3 separate regions of the Mus musculus genome follow, and all the other regions are linked to region 2. The links are chromatin contacts, called in public Micro-C and promoter capture Hi-C maps. All regions are on one chromosome and are shown on one strand. Each heading gives the region's core, a stretch centred on a gene start, on an enhancer-like site or on the middle of the called end of the contact. The rest is flanking DNA. Distances are from core to core; before and after follow the strand shown.

Region 1 (3,170 bases), core at 248-2,747, 290 kb before region 2:
TTTCCGTTTTGCTCGCTTCGAGGGGCCACTCCCGGCCGAGATCGCGTTTGCGGGCTGCGGCGCTGAACGATTCTACGGCGGCCTTGGTCGCCGAGCCGGACGCGGGCCACGGATAGTTTCCCAGGGGCCAAGAACGAGGGTTAGGGGCGAGCCGAAGAGGAAAGTCTGGACTCCCCGCGAGCCGCGGGGCCCCTGCTGCCCAGATGCGCAACTCCGCTCTCTCGCAGACCAGGGCACCGTCCACCCTGGAGCTGAGCCCAGAGAATCCAGGCCCCTGACCCGTTGCAGCTACTTGGAGACCGGGGCCCCTGCACTAGCAGTGGCTGATCCCACAAAGGAGCGGAACTAGAGCGCGGTCCGGAGGGCGAAGAGGGAAAGTCCCAATCTTCATTTTTAGCACTGCCTTGAAAGAAGAGTCCAGGCTATCCACGGTCGGCCTTAGACATCCTCGTGCTAGCTCAGAACTTGCATTGTCCTGTCTAAAGGTACATCACACACACACACACACACACACACACACACACACACACACACACTTATCCAAAAAACACTAGCTTCTCAGGACATACGCCCTAGAGAGGCCACTGACTGGGGATGAAGAGGTCACTGCCTTGTTTCTTGTGCCGCCTCGCTCAGGCCACAGTCAAATCCGTGGGTCCCCTTAACGCTCCAGACTTGATCTTTCCCACGGTTCAGCTCTCGCCTCCGAATTAGGCCTCACTCTGGTCTCTTTTCCAAAAGACATCAGTCCTAACCTTCTGCAGGCCCAGTAGGCCCAGAGGCAAGGAGAGAATTGTGGTGTTCTACATGGCGTGTGTGTGTGTGTGTGTGTGTGTGTGTGTGTGTGTGAGAGAGAGAGAGAGAGAGAGAGAGAGAGAGAGAGAGAGAGAGTGAAGAGACCTAGAACCCAAGCAAAACACCCTGAAAATAAAATTTTAAATGCTTCTTGTACTAGGAAAAGGATTCCCTACACATCCACGTCTTTTCTCCACTGGGTTATGCTGCCATTTTGTGGGATGAGGAAGGGAAATTAGGAGGAAGAAAGGGGATGTAGATAGGATCCCGGTTCGGTCAAGTAGTTGGAATAATTGTGGACAAGCTCAGGAGAAGGCTTTCAAGGCCCAACATCCAAACTCCAGGCCACGCAGCCCAGCTGGCCCTCCTCCCACCGGTCGGTCCCTGCCCCCCTTGGCTAATCATCTTCATTAGAGGCGTCATCGCTGACCTAATGAAAGCAAACTGTGTGGAAATCGCCGGTAAATAGTTAGGTCTGTGCTGTAATTAATTCAGTGTCTCTTTTAATCAAACTGGAAAAGAATCGGGCCGCGGGTTGTAGAGACGTGACATCACCCCCAAAATCGGCCCGAACCAATCAGCGTCATCACTCCGGGGACACGTGGGTGAGTCCCCTTTAAAAAAAAAACACAACACAACGAAAAAAAAAAAGGAGAGAGAGAGAGAGAGAGAGAGAGAGAGAGAGAGAGAGAGAGAGAGAGAGAAACAACAACAACAACAAAAAAGCCAGTCCTAAAGTAAAAGTGACCCAAGTTCGATTTTTTTTTTTTTAAAGGAAGTGGGGGTGGCGGCGAAGGCGCGCGCGGAGGACAGGTGAGAGCTGCGGTGGGAGCCGCAGGGCGCTGTCCACGGTGCTGGCGGGGCCGAGCAGGAGCTCCGGGGCCAGGTGGGGCTGCTCGATCCCGGGGCCGCTGTCGCTGTCCGCGGTGCTGAGGCCTCCAGGTGCGCTCTGTTCTGCCTGCCCGTAACGCGGCCCCGGCCGGTTGCTATCGGCCGTGCTGACCCCTGCCCTGGGCTACCGTTTGCCTGGAGGAAGCGTGCGGTTTGGATTTTGTTTTTTCAAAAGACGATCTTTATTCAGATTCCATCAACCTCGTGTTTCTTCTGTGCCTAAGGGATCCTCGGGCCGTTCTTCTACCCTTTGGCTCTCCCCAACTTGGCGCGCCCTCCTCCCATTCCTCCTGACACTCCCACCACCACCCCCCCTCGGCTCGGCGGCTCGGCGCGGTGCTGCAGAAGACGCGTTGAGCCCTTTTGGATGTAATGCGCAGAGGAGGTTGGCCCAGAGCTCCCGGGCTCCCCCAAGGCTGAACTCCGTCCAAGGTGCCCACAGGCTCCCTGCCCGCCTTCCCCATGCCAGCCCGCAGCTAGGGGCAGGGGCAGCGGCGGCTGGGGTTGGGGGTGGGTGGGGAGCTTTTGGGGAGGACAGGTTGCAGCTTGGCTATGGAAGGCTCTAATGGCTTTGGGATTGACTCCATTCTCTCCCACCGAGCGGGCAGCCCCGCCCTTCCCAAGGGGGACCCCTTGCTTGGGGACTGCCGTTCACCCCTGGAGCTGAGTCCACGCTCAGAGAGCAGTAGCGACTGCTCTTCACCAGCCTCGCCCGGAAGAGACTGTCTGGAGACCAGTACCTCGCGGCCTGGTGCAGCATCTGGCCCAGGTTTGGACTCTCACCTGCAACCGGGGCAGCTTTCAGCCCCAGCCCAGTCGCGAACTGTCACCTCCTCCTTTCTGATCAGGGACATCCTTGCTGACTGCAAACCTCTCGCGGCCTGTGCACCCTACTCTAGCAGTGGGCAGCCTGCAGCCCCTGAGCCTGGGGGCCGCCTTGCGGCCAAGGCCGGGGAGGACTTTCGAGACAAGCTGGACAAAAGTGTCAGCAGCGCTTCATCAGACTCTGAGTACAAAGGTAAGAAACTAAGGGGAAAAGCGGGGTGGGTGGGTTCTAAAAAGTGACATGTAAAACTTGAGAGCACACACTTGGAGACAGGAACATAGTCATCTCCAGGATCTCTCAGGCCGGGGCCGAGAGTTGGTTTTCCTCTAGACCTCTCTACCAGCTCCAAAGGTTGAGGTCCTGGAGCAACAAAGAGTTCAGCGTGTGTGGCTCGGAGAAGCTGGGGAGGATACTGTGTGTGGAGGAGAGCAAGCCTCCCCAGGTGTACAAAGCAAACTCTGGCAAGAGCCTCACCTTCTGAGGATCCCTGGGAGGAGAGCTTGCAACAGTGCATAGCTTGGAGGCTGCTGCACTGTTGGAGTGAGAGCCTGGTAGGAAATTCCCATCAGAGCCCTTAGTACAGTACAAATTGTCTAGCTTTTAATCTGAATTTTCCCAAAAGAGGAAAAGGTGGGCCTCCCCACCCATTGAGTGTGGT
Region 2 (3,346 bases), core at 364-2,863:
GGAGGGAAGTGGGTGTAAAACCATTAAAGATGTCCACAGAGGAGGATTTGAATGAGACATGGCTCAGCAGGAAAGACAGTCAAGTGTAAGTGTATGTGACAAGAAATGAGGGCTGGTCCCTGTCAGGGAACAGTTTAAAAATGTCCCACGTATGGTCTATTAAGTTTTCTGCATAGTGACTCAGTTCTCACCGAGTGCTGGCTGGTAACGTGTACCACCCAAAGAATACTCAAGACGTTTTATAAAGAGAGAACAAGGCTGGGTGTGGTGGCGCACACCTTTAATCCCAGCACTTGGGAGGTAGAGGCAGGCGAATTTCTGAGTTCGAGGCCAGCCTGTTCTATAGAGGGAGTTCCAGGACAATCAAGGCTACACAGAGAAACCCTGTCTCGAAAGAGAGAGAGAGAGAGAGAGAGAGAGAGAGAGAACAAGGGCTGGGTGTAGCTGTCTCCTATCTGTGGCCACCAGTCTGGACCTGTGTCCCCTTGGGGAGTCTGTTGTGACCTCCGGCCGCTGCCACAGGGTTAGCCCCCTCAGCAGAAAGGCCTCAAACGAAACATCTCTTTTCTCTACACTTTGAACATTGGACTTGCAGTTTCAATCGGGGCTTCCTGTCCCGTGTTTGTTTTCTTTATGGGGGAAATGTAATCTCTCCAGTCCTGGCTGCAAGAGCATGCAAATCAGCTAACAGTGCTGTTTGGTGGAGTTCTCTCTGTATGCAAAACTTCCTGGAATAAATCAGTCATCCCCAAACGGGAGGAGGCCAAGGGGCAGAGCAGGGAAAAGAAAGTGGGGACCAGGGAATGGGGCTCTGCTCAAATGGGGTGAAATGCCCTGCGCTGGCCTGGGTACCCAGAGGGGCCCCCATTGACCTCTCTGTCTCTCATGCTGCCACTAGATGGCAGCACACGCCGGCCGTGGTACTTGGGTATTCAATCTGTACTTGAACTTTGCCAGGTACAGGTTCCAAGGCCCCCAAATTCACTACCTTGCTTTTTTTGTTGTTCTTCTACTCTGTCTATTTGTGGTTCTGCTGGTCTGTGGTTGTCTGGGGGAAACTCCATTTTTTTTTTTTTTTAAGAATGAGCTCAGTGGGAGACAGAATCCTGTTGGTTAAGAGTGATCTGTACTGGCCCAGGATCCAAGAGCTTTAAACACAGGGGCCCCTCTAATGCCTCAGCGAGAAAGTGTGTGATGGTGGAATCTAGGAGAGGAGAAGCAAGAGGAAGAAGGGAGAAAAAGAGGAGAGAGGAGGAGGAGAGGAAGGAGAGGGGGAAGAAAAGGAAGATGGATGGGGAAAGAAGAGAAAAGGGGAAGAGGGGGAAGGGAGGGAAAGAAGGAAGGGAAAGAAATAAAATCTAAAGCAAGGATGAGGGACTGTAAGTCAATGCTAGACTTTTACATTTTAATAAGTTAGCCACTCTCTTTCACCCAAATGCTACTGAAAGTTTCTGGAGAAATTTCCAGTGGGTTAGAAGCTTCTGTGAAGTTTTGATAAGCAAATGTGGCTGCACTTTCGCGCTCTGGTCATTGGCTGACGCTGCAGCCGCCAGATTTTGACACAAATAATCAGATTGAAAATCAGGGAGGGGAACAGAAGGGGGGCGGGAAACACAGAAACGAAAAGGAGAAGTGTCTGTCTGTGCAGAGACTCATAACGTTGACCGAGCCGAGAGCAGTCCCCAGGGACAGTGTGGAGGTTCGTGGCTCTCGGGCAGAACTCAGAAGAGGGACAGCTCCCTGACGGTGAGTGCTGCCAGACCCGTGCTGGCTGGGCTCCGCTGAAAAGTTCGTCCTGGGTGCCCAAGGCAGGGAGGGTGTCTGCTTCCCTTTAAGGTGAGAGGAAGAATACTGTGGTAGTCTCTCTTCTGGATGCAGTGCTCATCACCAGGGGAGAGAAGAAGGAAGGAACATGGACCAGTCCCGATACCCCAAGATAGCGCAAACACCGAGCTTTCCTCCTGCGAATTCTGTGAAACTTCATTGTAGGGGGCTAGGCTTCACCCAGATACACAAAGTCAATCCCCCCCTTCACACACACACACACACACACACACACACACACACACACACACACACACAGAGCACTTTTCTAGGGGCACCAGAGGAGCCCAAATTGGTGTCCCCCTGGGCTAGAGCTGCCCTGTGCCAGGATCTCAGAAGGGATTGGTAGCTCTGATGACCCTCTCAAAAGTTCCTGGAAGCACCGGGGAGGGGAGTCAGACACCCTTTCCTTGGGAATTTACTGAAGGGAAATGACAAGGTGAGGCAGACCACAGGATGATGGAGGGGAGGCACTGCCAAAGGCTCTTGGCTCCTTGAGCATCTGTAGCTCTTCTCACCTAGAGGAAAAGGTGAGTTTGAGTTGTGGTTTTCTTAGAAAACAGGGCTCATTGCAGAGATGCCCACGGATGGATGCTGTGGTCTGTGACTGGGTCCTGGGAAAGCCAGCATTTTTATGAGACTACTGTGGGGAAAGCCAAGTCACCCTAGCTGTGGAGTTGGACAGCCTGGGTACTGGCAGAGCTGTGCCTATCCACCTGTGCTCTTCCAAGTCTGCAAAGCCCTCCATCAGGAGAGGGGTAACATTTTGATTTGGGGGTCAACCTGTAGAAAGTCCCTCGGGGAGTTGGGTGGCTCTGGATGATTTAGGTCTGATGGAATCGCCCCAGTGGTGCTCACCATTCCCAGAACTTCAAAAAGGTGGGTGCAGGTCCCAGGTCTCCCTTCACCGGGGCACAGAGCCTGCTCGCAGGCAGAAATAGCAGGAGACTCCTCCGTCTGAAGGCGTTTGCATTGAATCCTTTCTGGTGTCAGTCCCAGCCGGCCGTGGGGAGTGTGGGGGCTGTTTGCCCAGTTTTGTTTCCATTGTGGTAAAACAAGTCCATAGAACTGACCTTTTTTTTTTTTTTTTTTTTTGCTTTTGAGTTACGTGGTGTTCTTCGGCATGGGCATGGGACGTACACTCTGGTCCCGACTCCTTCCTTCTCTCCTTTCTCACTACATAGTAAAAAAACAACAACAACAACAACAAAAAAAAAATCAACCAAACAACAAACAAATGAACAAACAAAAACTTAATTTCTGATCCTTCTGCCTCCACCCTCTGTCACTGTGTCCTGAGCTACATCCCCAGTCCTTTCTTCTTTTCTTTCATTATTTTTTTAATCTCTCCTTTCTGTTTTTTTTTTTGGGGGGGGGGTCGAGACAGGGTTTCTCTGTGTAGCCCTGGATGTCCTGGAACTCACTTTGTAGACCAGGCTGGCCTCGAACTCAGAAATCCACCTGCCTCTGCCTCCCTGGTGCTGGGATTAAAGGCGTGCGCCACCATGCCTGGCTCCTTTCT
Region 3 (3,319 bases), core at 222-2,721, 440 kb before region 2:
GCATGAATTAATGCTTTCCTTTTGGCTGTCCCTGTGCTGAGAACAGAAGGAAAACCCACAAGTGGGCAGTTGGGCTGTATTAAAATCACGGCTGGAACCAGAACACTCTCCAGAACAAGTTCTGTTTCTCTAGACCCGAGTGTCCCCTAGGGTAGCTACTAGCCAGATGAAGTTATTGAACACTTGAAATGGCGTAGGACCAAACTGTAAAACGGAAATGGATATGCTAGCCATCCATCAGTCTCTTCCCTGAGCACCACTGCCAGAGCTCCCCTGGTTCCTGACCCTCCTAGGAGTCATCATTAGGAGTCGGGTCCCTATTTTCCTCCACATCCTTATTGTGATAACACATTTAGTTACTCTTTTATTGGGGGCTTTTGTTTGTCTTTTAAAGCTGTTGAGCTCTTTTTGGGCCCCAGAGAAATTTTTGCCAAGGGCTGAGGTCACTTCGGTAACAATTAATTACAACCACTTTTCCTGAACCTTGTTTGTAATTAAGAAAAAAAAAAAGGATTATATTTTGTGTGTATGAATGCACCTCCTGTCTGCTGGGTGCTCGTGGAGGTCCCTAGAACTTAAGTCATAAATGGGTGTAACCTACTATATAGAACTGGCTGCTGGGAACCAGGCCCAAGTCTTCTACACAAGCAACAAGTGCTCTTAGCCGCTGAACCATCTCTTCACACCCTTACCCAATCTTGAGGAACGAGAGGGATTTATGCATTAGAGCTTAATTATTTATCCTCACTAAATGCGCAGGAAAAAGGGTGTAAGTGGAGAAGCTAAAAGTTTAAACTCCGGTCCTATGTTTGTGCAAGTATTTTACTTGCTAAGCCATCTCCTCAACCTCAACTCTTTTGTCTGTTATTCTTCGTGTAAAATCAACATCCTTTCAGACCTCCAGGGCCTTCAGGTCCTCATAACAAGGTCTGGCCCTTGCAGTTCATTTCTTGACATCCTCTGTCTTGGGAAGTGTTCCGATTTCCTAACGGCCTCGCGATGCCGTTAAGCCCGATGACTAGCCTCGGTGCGAAAGCCACTTTATCAGGGTACAGTCACGGACTCCAAACTGGGTCCCACCGTCCCTTCCGCACAAACTTCCCAAACAGCCCGGCAGTTTCTCGAGAAGCGCTCAGCTTCAACTACGGAGCGGAAAAGCGCCTAACCCACTAACCCCACTTCCGGCCCCGCGCAACCTCCGCTCACCACCCTAGCTTCTGACTGACCCTGCTCTGTCCCGGGCCGGCGACCGGAGGAACAGACTAGAAGGAACCCGCGGGCCGCGGCCTGGCTCCCAGGCCCCCACTGCCCCCGGCGGCGAGGAACAGGCACAACCGCCTCAGGCCGCAGCCTCACTCGGAACGTGGCACCAGCGCAGCCGCCCGCCACACTTGGGGCGCAGAAACTCAAGGAAAGCTCATCCAACCTACCCAGCGACAATGTAGCGCTCGTCTTCCAACCCGGAAGTGTTGTTAGGCGGAAATACTGTACTGACTTCCGGCCAGCTGCGCATCCGGCTGCCATAGTAACATGGAGGCGCGCAAGGATTGGACGCATGCGTAGTTGTCTATCTATGGTCGTGACGCTACGTATAGGATAGAGAAAAAGAGTGCCCTTCTAATTAAGCAACCCAGGCAAATCCCAGCCCTCCAGAAGCACAGGCAGGTATATGTGAGCTTGAAGCAAGCCTGATCTACAAAGAGAATTTGAAGCCAGTCTATACAGTGAGACTCTCATAGTAGTAGTAGTAGTAATAATAATAATAATAATAATAATAAGCCAAAACTTAGCTTATAAGCAGCCAGGCAGTGGTGGCACATGCCTTTAATCCTAGTAGAGGCAAGGCAGATCTATGAGTTTGAGGCCTGGTCCAGGACAGTCAAGGCTACACAGAAAAACCCCATCTCGAAAAGAAAAAAAAAAGTGAAAAATGTAATTGAGCCATCAAATTAGAGCTAATATCTATACCACTGGAACGTTAAAACAGTTACATTTTTGTGTGGTGATCATAAAAGTTGAAAGCTTTTCTCTTGTTTATTTGAGACAGGGTCTCATGTAGCCTAGGGTGCCTTCAAACTCACCATGGACTTCTCATTCCTTTGCCTCTACTTTCAGTACTGAGATAACAGGCAGGTACCATCATACCAGGTTTTATGCTGTGCCAGGGACTGATGCATGCTGAACAAGCACTCTACCAACTGAGCCGTATAGCAGCCTAAAAGCTGTCTTCTTGACTCTTACAACAATCCTATGTTGTGGGTATCTGTATTAGGTAATACTGTCTCAGTCCCTTCTTTTTTTTTAAAGATTTATTTATTTATTATATGTAAGTAAGTACACTGTAGCTGTCTCCAGACACTCCAGAAGAGGGCGTCAGGTCATGTTACAGATGGTTGTGAGCCACCATGTGGTTGCTGGGATTTGAACTTCGGACCTTCGGAAGAGCAGTCGGGTGCTCTTACCCACTGAGCCATTTCACCAGCCCTCAGTCCCTTCTTGTAGTGGGAAAATTTGAGGCTTTTGGTAAGATGATCTATCTGGTCCAGGGTTCCAATCCATGCTTTCCCCTCTACTATTCTTCTTTTCTTCAAACTACTGTGGGTTCCTCTGTGTGAGCTACTAAGCACCTTTGATTAAAATGGGCTGGAGAGATGGTTTAGTGGTTAAGAGCACTTACTGCTTTTCCAGAGGACCCAGGTTCAGTTCCCAGCACCTATGAGGTGGCTTACAGCTGTCCATAAGTCCAGTTCCAGGGGATGGGCTCCAATGCCCTCCTCTGACCTCTCGGGCACTGGGTGTATACATATGGTAGACATGCATATCATGTGCAGGCAAAACACTTATATACATTAAAAAAGTAAATCTTGAGGAAAATACCTAAAAAAAAATAAAATTAAATAAAAAAAAAGTAAATCTTTAAAAAAATGCACAATTTGCCAGCTGTAGTAACAAATGCCTGTAATTCCAGCATTTGTAATGCTGAGGCAGGAGGATCACAGGTTTGGGTTACATAGTGAAGCAATCTGGAAAAACTGTAAGCAAACACACCGAGTCAGGCTTGTCTGAGCAGCTGGAAGTTTGCGCTGTCTGCTTTGGTACTGACAGTGTCCACTGCTGGTCGGTAAAGCCTTGACATTCAGAGTTCAGATTGGTTATCAGTGTGTCTTGCTCCATGATGAACTCAGGGCCTTGTGGAAGTGGGTGTTTTTGCATTTAGTGCTGAAGATGGATCAGTGAACTCACATATACTGCATATATGTGGGGCATAGACTTTCCTGTAGGCCAAAACCCATATGAGTACAATAAAATAAAGCATTTC

The links. A called contact is a pair of places that touch in the nucleus more often than the background predicts. Capture Hi-C pulls out chosen DNA fragments and counts their contacts.
Region 1: a contact with region 2 is called in a Micro-C map of embryonic stem cells, with 1.7 times the contacts expected there. The contact joins the promoter of Barhl1 here to the promoter of Gfi1b in region 2. A contact is called at or near these places in 3 of 39 promoter capture datasets (embryonic stem cells, hippocampal neurons and stem cell-derived epiblast-like cells), 1 of 484 Hi-C or Micro-C datasets (embryonic stem cells), 2 of 115 datasets of contacts at active chromatin or transcription factors (embryonic forebrain and embryonic hindbrain) and 1 of 9 other capture datasets (adipose tissue).
Region 3: a promoter capture Hi-C map of liver shows a contact between it and region 2. The contact joins the promoter of Ttf1 here to the promoter of Gfi1b in region 2. A contact is called at or near these places in 11 of 39 promoter capture datasets (the HPC-7 cell line, cranial neural crest, embryonic stem cells and 7 more), 3 of 15 datasets of contacts at CTCF or cohesin (embryonic stem cells, large pre-B cells and pro-B cells), 17 of 484 Hi-C or Micro-C datasets (the Ba/F3 cell line, CD4 T cells, CD8 T cells and 8 more), 10 of 115 datasets of contacts at active chromatin or transcription factors (bone marrow-derived macrophages, embryonic basal ganglia, embryonic forebrain and 4 more) and 4 of 9 other capture datasets (embryonic stem cells, liver, macrophages and 1 more).

Annotation. Positions count from the first base shown.
Region 1 is chr2:28,914,748-28,917,917 of GRCm38.p6, reverse strand. Barhl1 (BarH like homeobox 1) reads left to right here and starts at 1,497. Exons shown (of 3, transcript NM_019446.4): 1 at 1,497-2,704. The coding sequence starts at 2,239.
Region 2 is chr2:28,620,249-28,623,594 of GRCm38.p6, reverse strand. Gfi1b (growth factor independent 1B) reads left to right here and starts at 1,613. Exons shown (of 7, transcript NM_008114.3): 1 at 1,613-1,746. It overlaps Gm52548 (a long non-coding RNA gene), which reads right to left. Exons shown (of 2, transcript XR_003954006.1): 1 at 2,683-3,346; 2 at 1,392-2,342.
Region 3 is chr2:29,058,415-29,061,733 of GRCm38.p6, reverse strand. It overlaps Ttf1 (transcription termination factor, RNA polymerase I), which reads right to left and starts at 1,471. Exons shown (of 12, transcript NM_009442.2): 1 at 1,431-1,471.